Linked DNA regions of Mus musculus: regions 2 and 3 are each linked to region 1. A link is a contact called in public HiCAR-type and promoter capture Hi-C data. All regions are on one chromosome and are shown on one strand. Each heading gives the region's core, a stretch centred on a gene start, on an enhancer-like site or on the middle of the called end of the contact. The rest is flanking DNA. Distances are from core to core; before and after follow the strand shown. Region 1 holds the start of Tmcc1 (transmembrane and coiled coil domains 1). Region 2 holds the start of Brpf1 (bromodomain and PHD finger containing, 1). Region 3 holds the start of Ankrd26 (ankyrin repeat domain 26).

Evidence for each region. Promoter capture Hi-C pulls out the DNA fragments that hold promoters and counts their contacts. HiCAR-type assays count read pairs that join an accessible place to other places.
Region 2: a contact with region 1 is called in a HiCAR-type map of astrocytes, with 5 times the contacts expected there. The contact joins the promoter of Brpf1 here to the promoter of Tmcc1 in region 1. A contact is called at or near these places in 1 of 39 promoter capture datasets (pre-B cells) and 1 of 115 datasets of contacts at active chromatin or transcription factors (astrocytes).
Region 3: a promoter capture Hi-C map of pre-B cells shows a contact between it and region 1, with 5 times the contacts expected there. The contact joins the promoter of Ankrd26 here to the promoter of Tmcc1 in region 1. A contact is called at or near these places in 3 of 39 promoter capture datasets (3T3-L1-derived adipocytes, hippocampal neurons and pre-B cells) and 1 of 115 datasets of contacts at active chromatin or transcription factors (astrocytes).

What each region holds. Positions count from the first base shown.
Region 1 is chr6:116,192,118-116,194,627 of GRCm38.p6, forward strand. Tmcc1 (transmembrane and coiled coil domains 1) reads right to left here and starts at 1,257. Exons shown (of 6, transcript NM_177412.1): 1 at 1,141-1,257.
Region 2 is chr6:113,305,884-113,308,393 of GRCm38.p6, forward strand. Brpf1 (bromodomain and PHD finger containing, 1) reads left to right here and starts at 1,254. Exons shown (of 13, transcript NM_030178.2): 1 at 1,254-1,454.
Region 3 is chr6:118,561,017-118,563,526 of GRCm38.p6, forward strand. It overlaps Ankrd26 (ankyrin repeat domain 26), which reads right to left and starts at 1,255. Exons shown (of 34, transcript NM_001081112.2): 1 at 797-1,255. The coding sequence starts at 1,041.

The DNA of each region.
Region 1 (2,510 bases), core at 7-2,506:
CCCCAGGTCCTGGAGGATTTTATATCTTACCATTTCTATTAAGGTTTTCCTCCAAGCTTTGTGACAATTTCTTTATGCAAATTCTATACACTCAAAGACAAAGGTTTAGTTTAATTTCTAAAATTTAAGATACAGGACAGGGAGAGGAACAAATCAAACTTGTGCTATATTCTAAAGTTGTTACCTGCTTTTTCAATCTTGGGGTTTTTACTGTGTTTGTTTTCTTTCTATTTTTCTTTTTTCCTTAAAAGAAAAGCCAATTTAGGAATTCCAGGGACGCATGTGCACATGGATCTTTTGACAACTATGTCAGGCTATGACAACAACCATTTTAGAAGGGGTGCATGGTAGTCGTTTTTTTTTTTTTTCCAATAAAACCTAAGCCTGGACATTGGTTATGATCTATGAAGACTAAGGTAAAACGTGACACCAGAGCACAGAGAGATATTCTCCAAGAGCTCAAGTGGGCTACCTCCAGAAGCCCCAGCAGCAGATCCAGTAGGGGAACCTCCATCAACGCTGTCCAGGGATGGAGTGGGACAGACACTGAATCACTGGACCAACACCGTCCACACTTTGGCTGAGGCTGAAATCTCAGGTTTTGTAGCGAAATGCATCTCACTGCGGGCCCCCTGCTCTCCACAAAAAGGGTTAATAAAGGGCATCCTAACCACCTAGACTCCCATCTCACCTATTCTTCGCAGGACAGCGGGTTTCCTCCTCCAAGTTAAACCACGAGTTCAAAATCAAAACAAAAGGTGCAAGACTGGTTTCAGGTGGCAAGGGCTGACTTTCGGTGGCCAACTTATGGGTACCGCAGGGCCGGACGAGGGAGGACTCTCAGACCTCGGCTAGCCAGGAGGCCTTGGGCCTGGGCGCGAGTCCTCACACGCCCCTCGCTCAGCTCTGCCCAAAGGAGAGCGGGGGAGAGTGCCCGAGCGGGGGCGGGGGCGGGGGTTGTCCCAATGACAGGCAGAAGGCCCGGAGACGCGGGGTCCGGCCGGAGGCCCGGGGCTTCGGCGCCGCCAGAGCGACCAGAGGTCCGATCCGCGCCAGGCCTCGAGGAGGCCCCGCGACCGCGACGGGCCGCGCTAAAGAGATCGCCCGTCCCCACCCACGGCCTGGGCCAGTCCTACTCACCGGTGGAGAGACGACGGACAGCCGGCGTCTCCGCCAGCGCCGCGGCTCGGTCTCCAGCGCCGGCTCCTGCAGCTGCCGCCGCCGCGCCCGGTCCATCCCCACCCCGACCACCCCCCCCTCCCGGCCCGCCCCCCGCGCCGCCTCAGCCGCTGCCGCCGCCGCCTCCGCCGCCGCTGCCACGGCCCCGGCGCGCGAGCGCGAACCAGCGCGAGGGAACGACAGCTAGAACGAGAACGCGCACCCCGTCGCCACAGCCGCCCACAACCTCCGCCTCCCGCCGACAGCGCATGCGCAAGGCGGTGCCGAGCGGGACCGCGCACGCCGTGGGGGCGTGACCCGACCCAGAGGTGTAGCCACGCCTCAGGCCCACCCCCCCACGCGGGCGCAGGTCAAGTAAGCGGAGGCGCTGCAGGTGGTGCGGCATCCTCCGCCAGAGTTTTTCCTGACCGTTCCTGCAGTTCAGACGCTGAAGCATTTCAGCATCTCGGCTCTTCGACTCCTCGGCTTGTCGTTCTTTAGCCTCTCAACCCCTCGGACCGTGGGCTCTTCAGCTTCTCGGCTCTTCCACCTCTGGACCCCACGTATCCTCAGCCCCTTTCTCTGCTTTTCGGGTGCCCTCAGAGCCTCAGTAACTCAGGCCAGCTGTCCTGCTAAACAGGCTAAAGCTAATTTCTGGGACCCACTCCTCCGAGTCGCACAATTCTCTCTACCTTGACTCCCAGGGCCTTCCAACTAGGGACTGGCTTTAGGTCAATGACAAAACCCCTAGTAGCTCATCTCTTTAATTATCGGGATGTCTCTAACTCAGTCGTCCGTCACTAAGATGGCAAAGCTTCTTCCGGTATTGGAGGATCTGTGAGTGGAAAACGGTAATAAACAGAGTCCATTGGCTCGTGAAGTTTGAAAGCTGATGGAGACCAAATGGGCGAAATGTAGTTGGGGATGATGGAGCTACAGTCCAATTTAACAATCCTTAAGTTGCAAAGAGTGCACTGGGGTGAGGACACGGCCTGGCCAGAAGGGGAGCTAAGGGGCTACTGGTCAGGGTGCTGCAGTCAGGACCTAGACTGCACGTGAAAAGAGGTAGATAAAAAAGGTTTGGGACTTCTGAGAGTTTCAGGAAGCCTTTGAGCTTTTCTTCAGCCGTGGTTGCAGGGCTAGGAACTTGATTATTATGTCTGATTTTAAATTATTATGCAGCCATGTGAAAAGTGGCCTGGGTGAGGGAGGTCATTCAGGAAGCAACTGGCAAGATGGTGAAAGCAAGGACGCAGTGTGCTCATAGAGAAAAACATTGGGAGTAAAATGGATATACATTTTGATAAATTAAAGGAAAGGTGAAGGAGAAGGAGGTGGCAGGGTTGACTCAG
Region 2 (2,510 bases), core at 4-2,503, 2.9 Mb before region 1:
AGAGGGACTATATATTATCCCCATTTAATAATGAGAAACTCCGCTGCAATAAGCCATTTCTTTATAGAAACCACCGATTTTACGCCAGACCCCCCCTTTTGACCAGGAAACAACTTGGAGTGCTGGTTTTATTGGCATTTCTCGGGGGAAACGTGTCATAAGAAAACGTGCACTTTAGGGAGCTGAATACCAAGTCCGCATGAAAATAAACCGCGTTCTCAGTGACTCTAGCATCTTGGAAGACTATCATACTCTTCAGTGACAAAACTACAAGCACTGCTTGACAATGATGATCCCTGACATCCAAATTCTCTGAAACCCCCAGGAACTGACAGAATTTTCGAGTTCCAGGTTTACAATTGAAGAACCCAAAGAAGAATTTCCCACGATCACACTTGAGGTGTCAGTCATATTCAATGGGCTGTGTGTTTTGATACCGTCTTCCAATCAGCTACCGGTAACCTTGTAGTCCAGCGCTGCCAATCTGAGTCCTACAGTTTTACTGGAATGCACTGGAACCTCCCCAAACTCAGTTCCCTCATTAGGGCCACGCCTCGTCACCCTTCAGTCTCACATTTCAGCGGAAGCCCCGCCCCTTACGTTCCTAAGTCCCGCCCTTACCCTGCAGCACTGTGGTGCGCTTTCCCAGCTGTAGCTTCATCCCTAGTTTAGCTCCACCTTCCAGGCTTACCCAAAGCTCCGCCCTTCGTTACTTGGGCCCCTCGGGCCCACTCTTCCGGCTGCGGTCGTCGCATCAGGGCACCGCTTTCCCGCAGCTCCACCCCCTAAACACAAGCCCCTCCCGCGCCGGCCTAGTCTTCCCACGTCGCCCCGCCCCTGACCATATCTGCGGGCCTCTGCGGCTCCCTTGCGTTCGTCCGGCTCTAGGCCCTGCCCTCAACTCCGCCCCACCCGGCGCTCCCGCCCCGTTCCTCCCAGTCGCCTTCCTCGGAGACCAAGGCCAGGTCCCTACCGCAGCAGTCGCGCCAGCAGGAGGGAGGGAGCAGGCGGCGGCAGAGGGGGAGGGGAGAAGGGCGGGCTCCTCACGCCCAGCCTCGCGCTGCCTGTCCGTAGTCGCAGATTCGCCACAAACGGCCCGAGGACTCAGACTCCCCAAAACTGAGCTTTCGCTCGCCAGAAACTCCACTTAGAACATGGAGGCGCTTGCTGAGCCCTTTAAGGTGTCCAGAGATCTTTTTCAGACCGACAGGTTGGTCTCAAGCTCCTCAGTAGACCGGCGAGGAACCGTGGCGAAAGTGCGTCTATACAGCGCCACGGGACCACGTTTACCCTGGCGGACGCCGTCGCCGTCGCTGCTGCTGCCGCCGCTGCCACAGCCTTTGCCGCCACGGTCTCGCCGCTGCTGTTCCTGTGCCGCCTCCAGGAGCCCCCCCATTGTCCCGGCGGCACCGGGTTCCCAGGCCAGAAGATCCAAAAGCTCGGGAAACGCGAAGGTGCTTGCGGAATTGCGACGCTGGGGCACCGGCGGGACCAGGAGTGGCAGGGGTCAGCGCGGGAAGCCGGGGGAGCCGGGCCAGAGAGTGCGGGGCAGGAGCCGGGGCGGCCAGCTTCGCTTCCGAGAGTTCGGGTTTCCCCTTCTCGGCCCGTCTCTCATCGCCGGCCTCCCACACGGGGTTGGAGCCCCGGCGGGCGCCCCCGGCGATGAGCCCAGACTGGAGGTGGCCGGTGAGTACGGGCCGGGGCCGGGAGGTAGTGCCAGTGGAGAAGGGGCAGCCCTGGCGAGGCGCCTTAGGCTCCTCCTGAGCCCCTGGAGCAGGGAGAATTGACATGCCATTCGTTCGTGGGGAGCGTCCGCGGCAGCAGTGTTCCCTTTGAGGCTGCCTGGGCCAGAGGCAGAAGGGAAACCTTGTTTGACTTGTTACACTTTGACAAAAGGGAAGCGGCGCAGCATCCGGGAGATTGGGCTCTAGCCCCGCGGGCCTTGTCCCACCCCTTACCCCTTACTTCCTTCTGCTCCTGGAGTTCCCGGGAGTAGGTGCTTCCGCCATATCCAAGGGCCCCAGGGCTTTCAGAGCTAAGTTCTGGACACCTTCGTGCCTCTGACGCCAGGTCCCTTGGGGCACTGTGCTAGTTCGGGAACCAGGGCAGCAAAGCCAGAACGGCAGCGTTCACCAGGGACCCGGCTTGGAAAGTGTTGAGCTTGTTTGTACCTATAATTGGTTTTGTGTTTAAAGGCACAGCAGCAGGTAGGAAATAGAAGTGAGTTGGAATTGAATGTGTAGCTTGGCTGACTTGCTGTCGATAGATGGACGAGAGCTGCCCATTCTTGTAGTTAAGCCTCAGGAGAAGGAAGGAAAGGCTGAGAGTTAGTGTTTGTCAGGGAGGTTAGGCAGGCCCTGCATTGGTGGTCCTAGGCACTAGTTCAAACTAGTCCTGAGAGAAATTGGAGCGGTACCAGACTAAGCTGGGCTCCCTGGGGTTTGGTGCCATCTGCTGTCTCTACTCACCCAGAAACTGAGGTGGGGGAGGGTTAGCCTTTGAGAACCTTG
Region 3 (2,510 bases), core at 5-2,504, 2.4 Mb after region 1:
GCCTCTGCCTCCCAAGTGCTGGGATTAAAGGCATGAGCCACCACTGCCCAGCAATATCTAAATTCTTACATATACTTGATTGGATATGTTCTGGGTTTTCTATTCCACCCTGCTCACTGCTGTGTCTCTTTGGCTGCTAGTAAACGACTGACTTGTGAAAACTAGTAGTTTTATCCTTTAGAAAGTTTTTTTTTTCTCGTCTCATCACAAAATCAAAAGCAACATAAGAAACTCAAAATTGTTAAAACGCTGACGGTCGGGTTTGGCTTACGTTAAATTGATCAGGATATTCAGAGTTCGAGTTCTGGGAATTACCAATCTTTGACTCGAGAATATGGAACTATTTTCCCACTTCAAAATGCAGTAAAAACAAACCAACCAACCAAAACCATTCACACAGGTGTACGGCAGTGATAAGATGGATCCTGTATGTTAGTGGAAGAATTTTTAACCTTGAACAGAAACATTTCTCCTATTATGTATTTCTACAACATAAAACTTTCTTATATGTATGCAGAAAGTTAAAATGTTAGTTAACTCGCTTTACATTGCCAGTGAAGGGAACTGTCAGTGGATCAGAAACCAGCTGAAGTGTTTTTTGTTGCTGTCCTTGCTGTTCATACAGGTCAGGGCTTAGACCCCACTAAGACTTAGGCATTCAAAGCCAGGTGGGAAGAGTCAAGCTTCCTTAATGAAAGATAGACTCTCTGTCTTCCAGCCCCAAAGCCAGACAAGGTAGGTGCACGCTCCCCCACCAGCTTCGTCCCGCCCCGCTAACTGGCGGGCCATTTATTACCTGTCCTTCTTGTCTCTATCGTTCACGCCACTTTTTCCAAGGATAAGGATATGCTGCACTTTGGCTACATCTCCCACGCTTGCAGCCTTGTGGATCTTGCCCATATCCTTGTCGTGAATATGGTACCTGGGCACGTGGGAGCCACTAGCACTCTCGCGTCCAAAGCCCACGCAGTTGCTGCGCGGGCGGGCAGAGGGGCCTAAGGGCGATGGGCCCTTACTCCTGAAGCCAAAAATCTTCTTCATGGCAGAGGGTACGCCCCTCACAGGCACCTTCTTCCCCGCGCAACGTTGGCTGACAACACAACGCAGCTAGGGCACTTATTGAAAAGCCGGCCTAGACGCACGGGATCCCACCGGGAAAGACGCTGCATGGCCCGGCAGGTTTTTAAAGCACAATAATCGCCAAGCCGAGCTGCAAACTAGCAACCCGCGCCTTCTTGCTGCCGCGCATGCTCACACAGGCCCAGCAGCGACCAGTGCCCAGCACGCGTGCGCACGGCCAGGCTCCGCCTTCTTTGCTGTTCAGGAGGTCAGGGCGCTGCAACCTAGCGGGTTCTCTAACCCGGGGTTTAAGGCGGAGGTGGGCAGTGTGTTGTTTCCAGAGGCCCGGGTTAGCCTCGGTTTGGGCGTGATCGCTGCAAGGCTTCAACAGGAATGGGGGTCGCTCAGCAGCGTGGAACCCAGACCCAGTACTCCAGGACTGCGGGCATTGAGGGCGCCTGGCAGATGGGCGCAGAACCTTCTGGAGTCCGGCCTCCCTGCTTAGCTTTGGCCTTGTGTTTCAGTGGCAGTTAAACCTGTTGGGGAGCAAACCTATTGGACTCTAGGTAGGCGATAATCAAAAAGTAAACTACAAACAGCATGGATGGAATCGTGGCGTGGAAGAGTAAGGGAAGAGATTTTGTTAAGCTAAGTAGTTTGGGAATTAGTGCAATAAATGATCGTGTTTCACAGCCTAAAGAGTCAGTATATGAGTTAGACAAGCTGATGGGAGGTAAGAAGAAAAGGTTGTCTGCATTTGGGATCTGAATGAAACGATATGATGTGTGTAAATTTTTGGTTTTGGACCTGGAAAAAGTAATACTTAGTAAGCAGTTTTCCAGTGTAAGTGTTCACCTTGACGTTTTAAATTGTTAATAAATTTTGTCAATCTAAAGCCACAACTCACCTCAAAGGGAATAAAATACCGTTCGTGCCTAATAGGACCTCCAGTGGCCGCAGGAACTACCTCAAATTCAGGCTACCTCAAATCCTGTTTCATGTTCCAATTTTAATAGAAACGACAACAAATCAACCCACTTTTCAGATACGTCGGTGGGTACGTCAGGTAAGTGGGTTTTGTGTTAACACCCCTCAGATGGCAGTTGATGAATTTCTTACCCCCTTTGGCTGATGGAAGCTAGGAGTCCCAGTGGACATTCCAAAGGCTTTACCTCCTGGACATAAAGAAGCTAGGTCCCACGCACAGGAGAACACGATGGCTCAATGTGATTTGCTTCTGGACTTGCAACGTTCAAAACTTGCTACGGCAGTAGTTCAGATCAGTCAGTTCCTATGGTACAGCTTCTTTTTTTTTTTAATTTTTAATTTTTTATTAGATATTTTCTTTACATTTCGAATGTTATCAGCTTTCCTATCCTACCCCCTCCCCCTGCTCCCCAACCCACAGGAATCCCACTTCTGCAGTGTGGATCTGTAATACATGCTGTACT